Regions from separate parts of the Callithrix jacchus genome. Here region 2 is linked to region 1. The links are chromatin contacts, called in public Hi-C maps. All regions are on one chromosome and are shown on one strand. The core of a region is the stretch at or near the end of the contact, and the rest is flanking DNA. Distances in the headings are between cores, read along the strand shown. Region 1 has its middle 130 kb from the start of TMEM30B. Region 2 overlaps LOC144577514 (a long non-coding RNA gene).

Region 1 (5,469 bases), core at 2,049-4,548:
CATCTGCAGCTAATTGTTGATCTATAAGTCAAAACTGTGACCAATGCAAAAAACCTTTAGCAAAGCCTGCCTGGGTTTGGGTGACCCTTTTAATGTATTTCAGATTAAGACTGAAACAAGCCACCTTTTAACTGCCCAACTGAGCACCAAACAGTAGCGGTGAGTATTTATCAAACGTCAAATAATAACATGATCAGATAACATGCTTACCAGTGAAAATCTAATTTAGAGCTTTAAAAAGGTTTCATTTGAATTTTCAAAACCCAGACTTTTTGATAGGTACAGAGAAATATATTTTCAGTGTGCAATTTGACTGAATAAAGTAACTCTATGTCAACAAAATCAAATGTTGACCCTCTGAATATCTTTGTAGTAAATGAATGGCATTTTAAGAAACAGCAGGAAAAGGCAACATCCCAGTTTGGTGAAGAATTCGGGTTCTGGAATAAAGAGACCCAGGTTTATGCCCTGGCTCTGCCATTTACTAGCTGGGTGGTGCTAGGCAAGTTCCCCAACCTCCTTGAGTCTCATCTGTGAAATGGGGCAACAGAAGCTTCCCTGTAGAAGAATCCTTGTGATCGTTAAATGTGATGGTTAAAAGGGAAGTGTCTGGCATACTGCAGAGTCTGTGTTTCAAACTCTAGTAACAAAATGGCTACAAAATGTATAGTCTAGACAAGTAACAATATCTTTTAAAAATTAAACTAGGCTGAGTGCAGTGGCTCACACCGGTAAACACAGCACTTTGGGAGGATCCCTTGAGCTCAGGAGTTTGAGACCAGCCTGGGTAAAATATTAGGTTGGTGCAAACGTAATTGCAGTTTTGCCATTGAAAGTAATGGCAAAAACCACAATTACGTTTGCACCAAACAAGTAGTAAGACCCCCATCTCTACAGAAAGAAGAGAAAAGAAGGAAAGAAGGAGAAGAAAGAAAAAGAGAAAGAAAATAAAAAGGAGGAAAGAAAGAAGGAACAGAAAGAGAAAGAGAGAAAGAAAAAGGAAGGAAGGAAAGAGAGGAAGGAGGAAGGGAGAAGGGAGGGAAAGATGGAAGGAAGGAAAGTTAAACTAAATAAAGGTAATGGACATGATAGTATTATAGGCTATTTGTGTGTACTAACTGGTTTAGTTTGTATGCTTCAGAACAGTTAAACAAATAACTCTGTTTTCCTCCCTTTGCAGCTGACTACCCAGAGTTGCTCTGTCGGAAGCGGCTTGTTGCAAATCAACAACCACGTTCCAACGTGGGGCTCATCCACCCTGATTTGTTTTCTTGGCCCAGCCTATTAGTTTGAGGGCCAGTGCTCCCTGCCTGCCAGGCACAGCTACCTGTCACTAGGTTTCAGTTTCATTCCCTCCGGTGGATGATTACTAATCTTTCAAGCTGTCTCCTATGGCAGGGCCTACATTTTCTGTCACCCTCATCATTCCCCTCAAAATTGGTAAAAACCTATCCAGCCATTTTCACAAGATATGGTAAAGTCAAAGAAACAGAAACTTCACATCTAAAATACAATTTTGTTTGTTTATATTCCATGTGATCCTAAAATCAGATTTTATGTGATCAATATTTATGAACTTTGAAATTATCAATGGCCTTGAGAATGAGGATTCAATTTTTCATTTTTTTCTTTGACATCTCCTGCATGTCTCGAGCTCTGGGCCTGCCACCTGTGTACCTGTAGACATTGTCTTCCAATTCAGCTGCTACTTCTTAGCCCGGGACCACTATCCTATGAAATGAGGGGCAGAGGCAGGATCCCTGGGGCCAAGGACGCAGGGGAAACAGCAATATTCACCTCAAATGGACAAGCTCCTTGTGCTGAGGCATGGGCATGCTTTGGCTTCCTTCCACCTATAGGGTTCTGAACCTACCTGGGGTGCAGGGAAGTACACCAACCACAGGTCCACACCAAGGCCCTCAGCCCCTTCAGGCAGCTACAGCCAACCCTGGCCAAAGGCCAGGCCACTATGGAGCCCTGAACACCACATCCTCTGGGGCCACCCTTAGGAGGAAAGTTGTCTTCTTATAGCTGAAACTATGATGGGCTGAGCTAGCCTCTCTTCTATGATCAAAGCAGTGTGTTGAATATCAATAGTGACTGACACCCCCATTTCCCCTCTAGCCTAAGCATGCCCTGCAACAGGGGAAGAAAGGGTGGCTATTGACTGTCTCCAAGGTGCTTACACAAGATGCTTGGTGCTTCATATATATTATCTCATTTAATTCACAACCACCACTGGAATAAGGCATTTAAATCCCCATTTCATCACTGAGAAAGTTGAGGTTCAGAAAGTTTAAGTCACTTGACTGATGTCTTGTGGATTATAAGTGGCAGGGTCCAACCCAAGATTGAACAGTATGTTCATAATCAGACTGTTGCAGCAGACCAAGATGGGGGCACAGGTGGCAGGGGGCGGTGCCAAGGCTGATCCATAATCCCACCCTTGATGGACGGACACCTATATCAGGGTCACCGTGACTAGGTCTTTGTTCCACCGCCGAATGCGTGCACACACACACACACACACACACGTGCACACACACACGCACGCACGCACCACAGGGTGCCGGAGTAATGTGGCCGTTTTGATCTGCTCTGAGTTTCCTAACTCAAGCACTGAAGTCCTGGGCTCGGCTTGAATTCATCCTGGGCCGAGAGCTGGCTAGGCCTCAGCAACGCAGGGCCGTCCATCACTTATGTCCCAGGTCTGCTCCTCAGAGAGCTGGAGTTGACCACAACTGCCTTGGCACAGTTCCACTGTGAGGGAGTCACAAAACTGGCATTTAAGTCCGGAGCGGAAAAAACACCCCAAGCTTGTTCGTTTTTCTGACAGGTGCTGGAGCCCATGAAAGGTCAGATTCCAGCTCGCAGTCACATCCTGGCTTAGCCGGCTCCAAGCACACAAAGGCCTGTCTGTCTCGCCCCAGAGCAGGGAGTGGGGATGGAGGCCAAGGGCTTAAAATGGCCTCCTGATGGCCCGCTCCTGCTGATCCATTCCTTCACGCACATTGGCCTCAATGAAGCATTGGGAAACCCAGCTGCCGAGGATGTGTGAAACGGGAGGAATGAAGAAGAATGCAGGCTTTTTTCTTATTTGGAATTGCAAGAGATATTAACCCCCCGGCAGCCCATGAATCCATACCCTGACATCAGCCTGCTGTGGCTCATTTTGTAAGTGCCGTGGGACACTTCTGTTTCATGTTCAAAGCCTTGCCAGACTGGAAAATTGAGTGAGAGCTGTCCCTCCAAGCCCCCAGCAAGGATGCTGCGAAATGAAGGCATTTATTCTCTTCCTTGTTGGTGCATCAGGGATAGCTCAGAATTGCGGTGTTATTGGAACAGAGGGCGTGTGTTTAAATGCACGTAGCCGCATGCTTTCATCCAGGAAGGTTTATTTTTGCAGCCTTTATGAAAACATCCCCCAATTCAAAATGGCTCCAAGGATCCACAGTCCTGTATTTTAAGTTCCTCACCAGCAGCTGTAGGCCGAGGTTCTTTACGGATTCTAACTTCTTCAAAAGATCTCACCACCCTCTCTTGTCACATGACTCCTTCCCCTCCCTCTCTGTTACCTCCCCATAACTTTACGCCAACTTATGATGCTGACAGGAAGCCAAAAGTTACAGCGGCTGCTGCACATCATCCTTGTGAAGAAACCTGGGTGATATTGATCTTATAATAAAAACTTCAATTGAAAGCTTCTCTTAAAATAACAAGCTCAGAGTACCAATACCATTCTAAAACAAACAAACAAACAAAAAACCCAAAACATGCTTTTTGACATTAAAAAAACAGTGGTTTTGGCATAGTTTTTTCCTCACGAGTTGAAAATCTCGCCCTGATAAGAAACTTTCGCAGCAAAATAAGCCACAGATGACACTGGAGGCCTGGCCTCTTGTCCCAGCTGTATCATGGAGTTATTCAAATATGTTCATACTTAGATGATGGGGAAGCCCTAACTTTCTGAAGAGGTGATCACCAGCAGAAGACTGACTGCAGAGCGCTCCTGTGTAACCTGAATGTGTCCAATCCCTAAAAACCCTGTCCTTGCCACCCTCTGTTGTTAAGATTCCACCCCATCAGCCACACCCATGATTGACTCAGTGAACTTTTGCTCGCAGCCTATGTGAAAAGGCATAGTGTCCTTGAGGCCTGTCACACAGCCATTCTGTAATTTCACGTCTCCATCTCTCAACGGGTAACACACTCCCTCACTTCCCTAGGAGGCATATTGATGGCCATACCTACTATACGCCTACATTGTGCTAAGCTCTTTTCAGGCACGGTTGTATAATTTTTCCATCATTTTGTGATGTAAGTATGATATATCCCATCTTGTAGAATGTATCCCATTTTTATAGAAAAGGAACCTGAGGCTCAGAAAGGCCCCCTGATATGGTAGAGCGAGCACACAAGTCCATATCAATCTGACTCCAAAGACTGTGCTCTTAGACACCACGCTGTAGTGCCTCCCACCCTAACTGGAACTATGAGGAATAAATAACCTCTAATAATTTTTTAAAGAGCACAGTAGAAATGCTTTGGTGAAAATAACTACCATTCATTTTGGGCCTTCAGTACACGGTGGGAACTGCTAGGAGCTTTGTGTAAATCTCTTATAACATTCTCATAGGGTAGTATTCACGCCCCCATTTTACATGTTAGTGGCTTAATGACACAAAAGGCAAAACAAAATCCCAAGCTCAATCCAAGAGTAAGAGACGTTGGCAGTTCAGCTGGACTATGTACAATGTAAATGTGGCAGCACTCAGACGCCTTCCTGCTACATCTCGGTTACTTATTATTATACGAAATAATAACTATGGCATTTATTGAGCCTGGATGCCACATGCTTTAGGGCTCCCTTCCTGGTAGGCTGGTTATGCTTGGGGATGTCAGCTTTCCAAAAATGTGGTTCCTATGATTTCCAGACTGCCTGGGGCTCCGTGTGCATGTGCGTGTGCGTGTGCGTGTGTGTGTGTTGGCGCACACCCCGCGATGTGTGTCTGTCACACTGCAGGGAGCTTTTCTTCATTTAAACAGCCAATTAAAACCTACTTTGGCACTTAACGCATGTCACTGCTTCTCGGCACTCAGCTGGCTTCCCAGCAGGCCTTTAATTTGATAAAGAGCTTCTAATAATGACTAACAGAGGGCCCGGTAAGTTAATTAAACCTTGCCCTTTATTTTGCTTTCAAGGTGTGCCCTCCTCGTAAAAGCCCAAGGTTTGTGCTTGCAACTGACTTCAGACAATGTTCCATGCTTCAGTGAGAAAAGTATGTCTGTCATGTCCTGGCAAGTTACTCTTAAAGTCTCAATTTCAGCATCATGTCAGGCTTTCACGGCGGCCAGAAGCAGATGGAAAAAACCTCTGCACCCAATTGTAAGGAGGCCAGAGTTAGCAATGGAAGATGAGTTTCCTCTGAGAGTAGAACGCTGAAAGATGACCTGGCTGTCATATTGAAC
Region 2 (5,469 bases), core at 2,178-4,677, 87 kb before region 1:
GACTCACCACAACCTCCGCCTCCTGGGTTCAGGCAATTCTCCTGCCTCAGCCTCCTGAGTAGCTGGGATTACAGGCACACGCCACCATGCCCAGCTAATTTTTTGTATTTTTAGTAGAGACGGGGTTTCACCATGGTGACCAGGATGGTCTCGATCTCTTCACCTCGTGATCCATCTGCCTCGGCCTCCCAAAGTGCTGGGATTACAGGTGTGAGCCACCGCGCCCGGCTATGGCAACCTATTTTATCAGCAAGGCTTTTATGACCTGTACCTTGTGCCAACCTCATAGCTCATCCTGTGACTTAGAATGCCTTAACTGTCTGGGAATGCAGCCCAGTGGGTTTCAGCCTTATTTTGCCTATCTCCTATTTAAGATGGAGTTGCTCTGGTTCACATGCCTCTGACAACACCACGCCCAGCTAATTTTTGTATTTTTAGTAGAGACAGGGTTTCACCACGTTGACCAGGCTGGTCTCAGACTCCTGACTTCAAGTGATCCACCCACCTCAGCCTCCCAAAATACTGGGATTACAGGCATGAGCCACCAGAATTTGGTGTCTTATTGTGACAAAAAGCCTTAGATCTCTGTTTTAATATTAATGCTGGTCAGTTATGCCTGAATTCCAAAAAAAGGGAGGGTATCACAAGGCAAGTCCAACTCCTACTTCCTATCATAGCCTGAACTTCTTAACTTTGGAATACCCTTGGCCGAGAGGAAGGATTCATTCAGCTGGTTGGGGGTGCTTAGAATTTTATTTTTAGTTTACACTCACTCCTGTTTGCTGTACGTCATTCTTTTTTCTGTCCATACATGTTATCTGACCACGTGCCAGTCCCAGAGTCATCTGAACCTAATCTCATCCTGGGGTTGCCCAATTTGTGAATCATTGTTTGCTTGATTAGACTTTATTAAATTTAATTTGTCAAAAGTTTTTCTTTTAACAAAGATAAAAGTTTATAGGAGGGTTAGTATATTTAAACATGCTTTATGGAAAGTGGTTGCATCTCTTTTGCCTGACTGTATTTTGGAGATGGACATTGTATCTGACTGGGAAATGTTTCCCATACCTAGTACTGTAAAACAGAACGGCAAATCTGCCCTTCAATCACTAGTAATTGCGCAGGTTAATTAGGAACTAGTAAAATTGCCTGAGCCCATATAGTGTAGATTAGAAGCTTAAGTGCTAGTAGGGGCAAATTCTTTGATAGTCCTTTATGGAATATAGACTAGGGCTTATGGCTCAAAAGTTAGCACCTCCCAGTGACAACTGTGAAGCGTTTGAACCAGAGTGACTCCATCTCGAATAGGGGCTGGGTAAAGAATAAGGCTGAGACCTACTGGGCTGCCTTCCCAGGTGGTTAGGCATTCTTAGTCATAGGATGAGATAGGAGGTCAGCACAAGATACAGGTCACAAAGACCCTTCTGATAAAACAGGATGTAGTAAAGAAGCTGGCCAAAACCCACCGCAGCCAAGACAGCAATGAAAGTGACCTCTGGTCATCCTCGCTGCTCATTTTACACATATATTTTAATTATAATGCACTAGCATGCCAAAAGACACTCCTACCAGTGCCAGGACAATTTACAAATGCCATGGCAATGTCAGGAAGTTACCCTGAGGGGAAGAACCCTCAGTTCCGGGAATTGCCCACCTCTTTCCAGGAATACTCATGAATAATCCACCCCTTGTTTAGCATATAATCAAGAAATGGCTATTACTATATGCAGTCAAGCAGCCATGCTGCTGCTCTGCCTACGGAGTAGCCATTCTTTATTCCTTTACTTTAATAAACTTGCGTTCACTTTACTCTATGGACTTGCCCCAAATTCTTTCTTGCATGAGGTCCAAGAACCATCTCTTGGGGTCTGGACTGGGACCTTTTTCCAGTAACACAACTAGTAGGACTCTGGACTAGAGAATTTCCACTTGAGGGGCATTTGCCTTGCTATGGGACATTAAAGTAAGGTACCCTTATGACTAAAGCATATAAAATGATACTGAAACCCAAAATACCCATGATGTCTTGAGTGTTAGAAAATCACTCTAATGTGGACAGCAGTGCCCAGAAGAGTTCCTAATAAAATAAAAAGTTTTATACAGGGTCATGCTACCTGAGGAATTCAAGGAGATTCTCACAAGCAAGGAGCCACTTTCCCCCAGGACTGATCTGGAACTGTGTGAGGAGTTGCTGGACTCCTCCGTTGCTTGAACATGCCATATAAACAGCAGTCACCTGACTGACAAAGGGCTGCTTGGTTTGTGGTGGCAGTTCCATGGTGAGTGAACAACATACCATTGGGAATGATGCCACTCTGACTGAAGAAGGTAAAAACAAATTAGCTTGGTGAGCTGACTCGCATGTCGTTTTACTAGTGGTAATGGAAACAACTGAACAGTGCTAAAAGCCTCTAGGTTTGGGTTTGTACGGACTCACGGTCAGTGACCAAAGGCCTGATTGCATATGAGGGCAATGGAAACCTGGTCTATTAAAGGGATGCCCATATGGAGCGTGGTCCTTTGGAAATTACTACGGAAATTTAAGGGGTGCCTTAAAGTAGGTATCTCAATGCTCATCAGAAGAACTCCCTCCAGGTTCTAAAGGTGTCTGGAATCAATAAGTAAATAATCCCCATGTGCTTACTTAAGGGGGCCACTTGGGTACATAATGTGAGTAAATATGAGAGTCGTGCAGTAGTGCAGAGACAAGCTATCTAGACGTGTTCCTCTTGCATCCTCTGGGACACAAAATGCCAATAAAGACTGTTCTGTTTGCCAGCAAAAGAGGCAGAGACTGCCTATGGCTATGTGGCAGATCCCTGGTGGGAAGGCCCTGAACATAGCTGGCAAGTGAGACTGATGCTGGTGGCCCTGAAGGGCTATGAATGGGTCTTGACAGAAATAGACACTGACTCTGGATTTGGCTTTGCTTACAGAGTAGAAGATGCAAATGCTCAGGGTGCTATAAAAAACCAGAACAGATGATATTGCATGATTTTGGACAGCTGACCTTCATTTCTTTAGACCAAGGAACACACTGTACAGCAATGGGCAGAGAGTTACCCATCTCAGAGTAACAGTTGAATAGAGAAGTGGAACAAGATAATAAAATGTTGGTTGTCTAAGATAGGAGAGGTAAATGCATGCAGGGCTGGCTTGCATGCCTTCATGAGTATGTGCTCATGCTCAACATGAGAGGGACTAAAGGACTCTCCCCACTAGAGTTTCCTGTTTTCTGGTGGAGGTGGGGGAGAGTGGGTAAGGAGGGACGCCAGGATGACTATGCAGTTCTTACCCAGGGAGCAGCACACTGGTATAATGACTATATTTTGTTTTTCTCTCTTCCCTGCATCATCTCAATTATCCCCCCTTACCTAATGCAGTCAGTAGTCACAGGACCAGGGCTGTCATAACAAGTACTGGAAACAGGGATGATTCCCAAGCAAGAACTGGTACCTGTGTTTTTAAACCTTATGTCAGAATTCCTAAGGACCTAATAGGGGTGGGTTATGCCTTCATCCTATCTGGCAAAATTGGGGTTAACAGTGAATGCAGCTATTGCCTAGTGGCCAAAATAACTCACTAGCTCTGCACCTAAGTAATATTACCTTCTCTGACTAGGAATGGACTGAGGGAGAGGTATTTGCTAGACTAGTATTACACCTGTAGTACGACCAGCATAATATTCCTTCCAAACAGAAAATTTGAGTATAAATGCAGAGAAAGAGAAATAGTAGCCAAGGGTAAAACAATAAATAAATGGGTTATGGAGTAAGGGAAAACCAATGTATTAGTCTATTCTCATGCTGCTAAAACAGACATACCTAAGACTGGGTAATTTATAAAGGAAAGACGTTTAATTGACTCAGGTCGGCATGGCTGGGGAGGCCTCAGGAAACTTGTAATCATGATGAAACTTACAAACATGCCCTTCTTCACATGGCATGGCGGCAGCAAGGAGAAATGCCAAGCAAAAGGGGGAAGAGCCCTTTATAAAACCAGCAGATCTCGTGATAACTAACTCACTATCATGAGAACAGCATGAGGGTAACTGCCCTCATGATTAAATTGTCTCTCACCACACAAGAGGATTATGGGAATTCAAGATGAGATTTGGGTGGAGACACAGCCAAATCATATCATCCAATATTGTATTAATACCTTGAGAGAGGCTCAGAGAAAGAGATGACATTGTCTCTTATCTCAATTATATCATATCCTTAAAGTGTAAAATTATATGTTTTCTGAGACCACTCTGACCACTCTGGCTGTTTTTTTTCTTTTACCTTTTTTTTTTTTTTGAGATAGGGTCTCACTCTATCACCCAGAGTGGAGCACAGTGGTTTGATTATGGCTCACTGCAGTCTCAACGTTTTGGATTGAAGTAGTCCTCCTGCCTCAGTCTCCTGAGTAGCGAGGACTACAGGTATATACCACTATGCTTAGCTAATTTTTAAATTATTTGTAGAGACAAGGTCTCGCTGTGTTGTCTAGGCTGGCACTCTTGCTTTTAGAGGCTGATAGGATCAAATAGAAGTCTGCAAACCTGAGTGGCCTCACCCCGGGAGACACATTCATACCATATGACAGACTGGACAACCTGTTAATAATTGAATGGGATACTGGTAATATGGCACTATCTTTTGAGTTTTTATATTCTTTTGATGTAAGGGATCAGAGTTTGAAGAGTGGGACTGCACAGTGATACTATGAAATATATATTTGGTCTCTGTTTCCTGGCACATATAACTTTTAAAATCCTTGGAATTGCCAAAGTCTTTTGCTGTGCTAATGAGTAGACTGATGGTTGGCAACCCCTGGGTAGTATCAGGGTGAGGTATGGTCACATGAAGACCAAGGCATGATTAGAGGGTTGGGACTTTCACTTCCACTCCCTAACCTCAGGGGAAGGGAAAGGGCTTAAAGTTAAGTTGATCACCAATGGCCAATGATCTATTCAATTATGTCTATGTTACGAAGCTTTCAGAAAAACCTAAAAGGACTGGGTTTGTGGGAGGGGGAGCATCAAAGAAGGGGAAAAGGAATACTTTGACATACTGGGGATTCATTCCCCAACTCCAAAGGAAAGAAGCTCCAGCATTAGGGATACTTCCAGACGTTACCCTATGTATCTCTCCATATGGCTCTTCATTCGTATCATTTAAAATATCCTAGCCAAGCACGGTGGGTCATGCCTGTAATCCCACCACTTTGGGTGGCTGAAGTGGGTGGATCGCTTGAGCCCAGGAGTTTGAGACCAGCCTGGTCAACATGGTGAAACTCTGTCTCTACTAAAAATAAAACAATTAACTGGGCGTGGAGGTGCAAGCCCATAATCCCAGCTATTCAGGAGGCTGAGGCACAAGAATTGCTTGAACTCAGGAGGCATAGGTTGCAGTGAGCTGAGATTGTTCTACTGCACTCCAGCCTGGGTGACAGAGGAAGACTTGGTCTCAAAAATATAAAATA

Evidence for each region. A called contact is a pair of places that touch in the nucleus more often than the background predicts.
Region 2: a Hi-C map of skeletal muscle shows a contact between it and region 1, with 9 times the contacts expected there. The contact joins two enhancer-like sites. A contact is called at or near these places in 2 of 3 Hi-C or Micro-C datasets (both in skeletal muscle).

The regions. Positions count from the first base shown.
Region 1 is chr8:95,849,445-95,854,913 of calJac240_pri, reverse strand. No RefSeq gene overlaps it. Among named protein-coding and RNA genes, the nearest start is that of TMEM30B, 130 kb to the left of the region's middle. Within about 2 kb of position 3,298, at least 2 of the 16 cell types and tissues checked have an H3K27ac peak or open chromatin away from gene starts, as enhancers often do. A contact at or near this core is called in skeletal muscle, where this site is marked.
Region 2 is chr8:95,936,894-95,942,362 of calJac240_pri, reverse strand. All of the region lies in intron 1 of LOC144577514 (a long non-coding RNA gene), which reads right to left. Among named protein-coding and RNA genes, the nearest start is that of TMEM30B, 47 kb to the left of the region's middle. Within about 2 kb of position 3,427, at least 1 of the 16 cell types and tissues checked has an H3K27ac peak or open chromatin away from gene starts, as enhancers often do. A contact at or near this core is called in skeletal muscle, where this site is marked.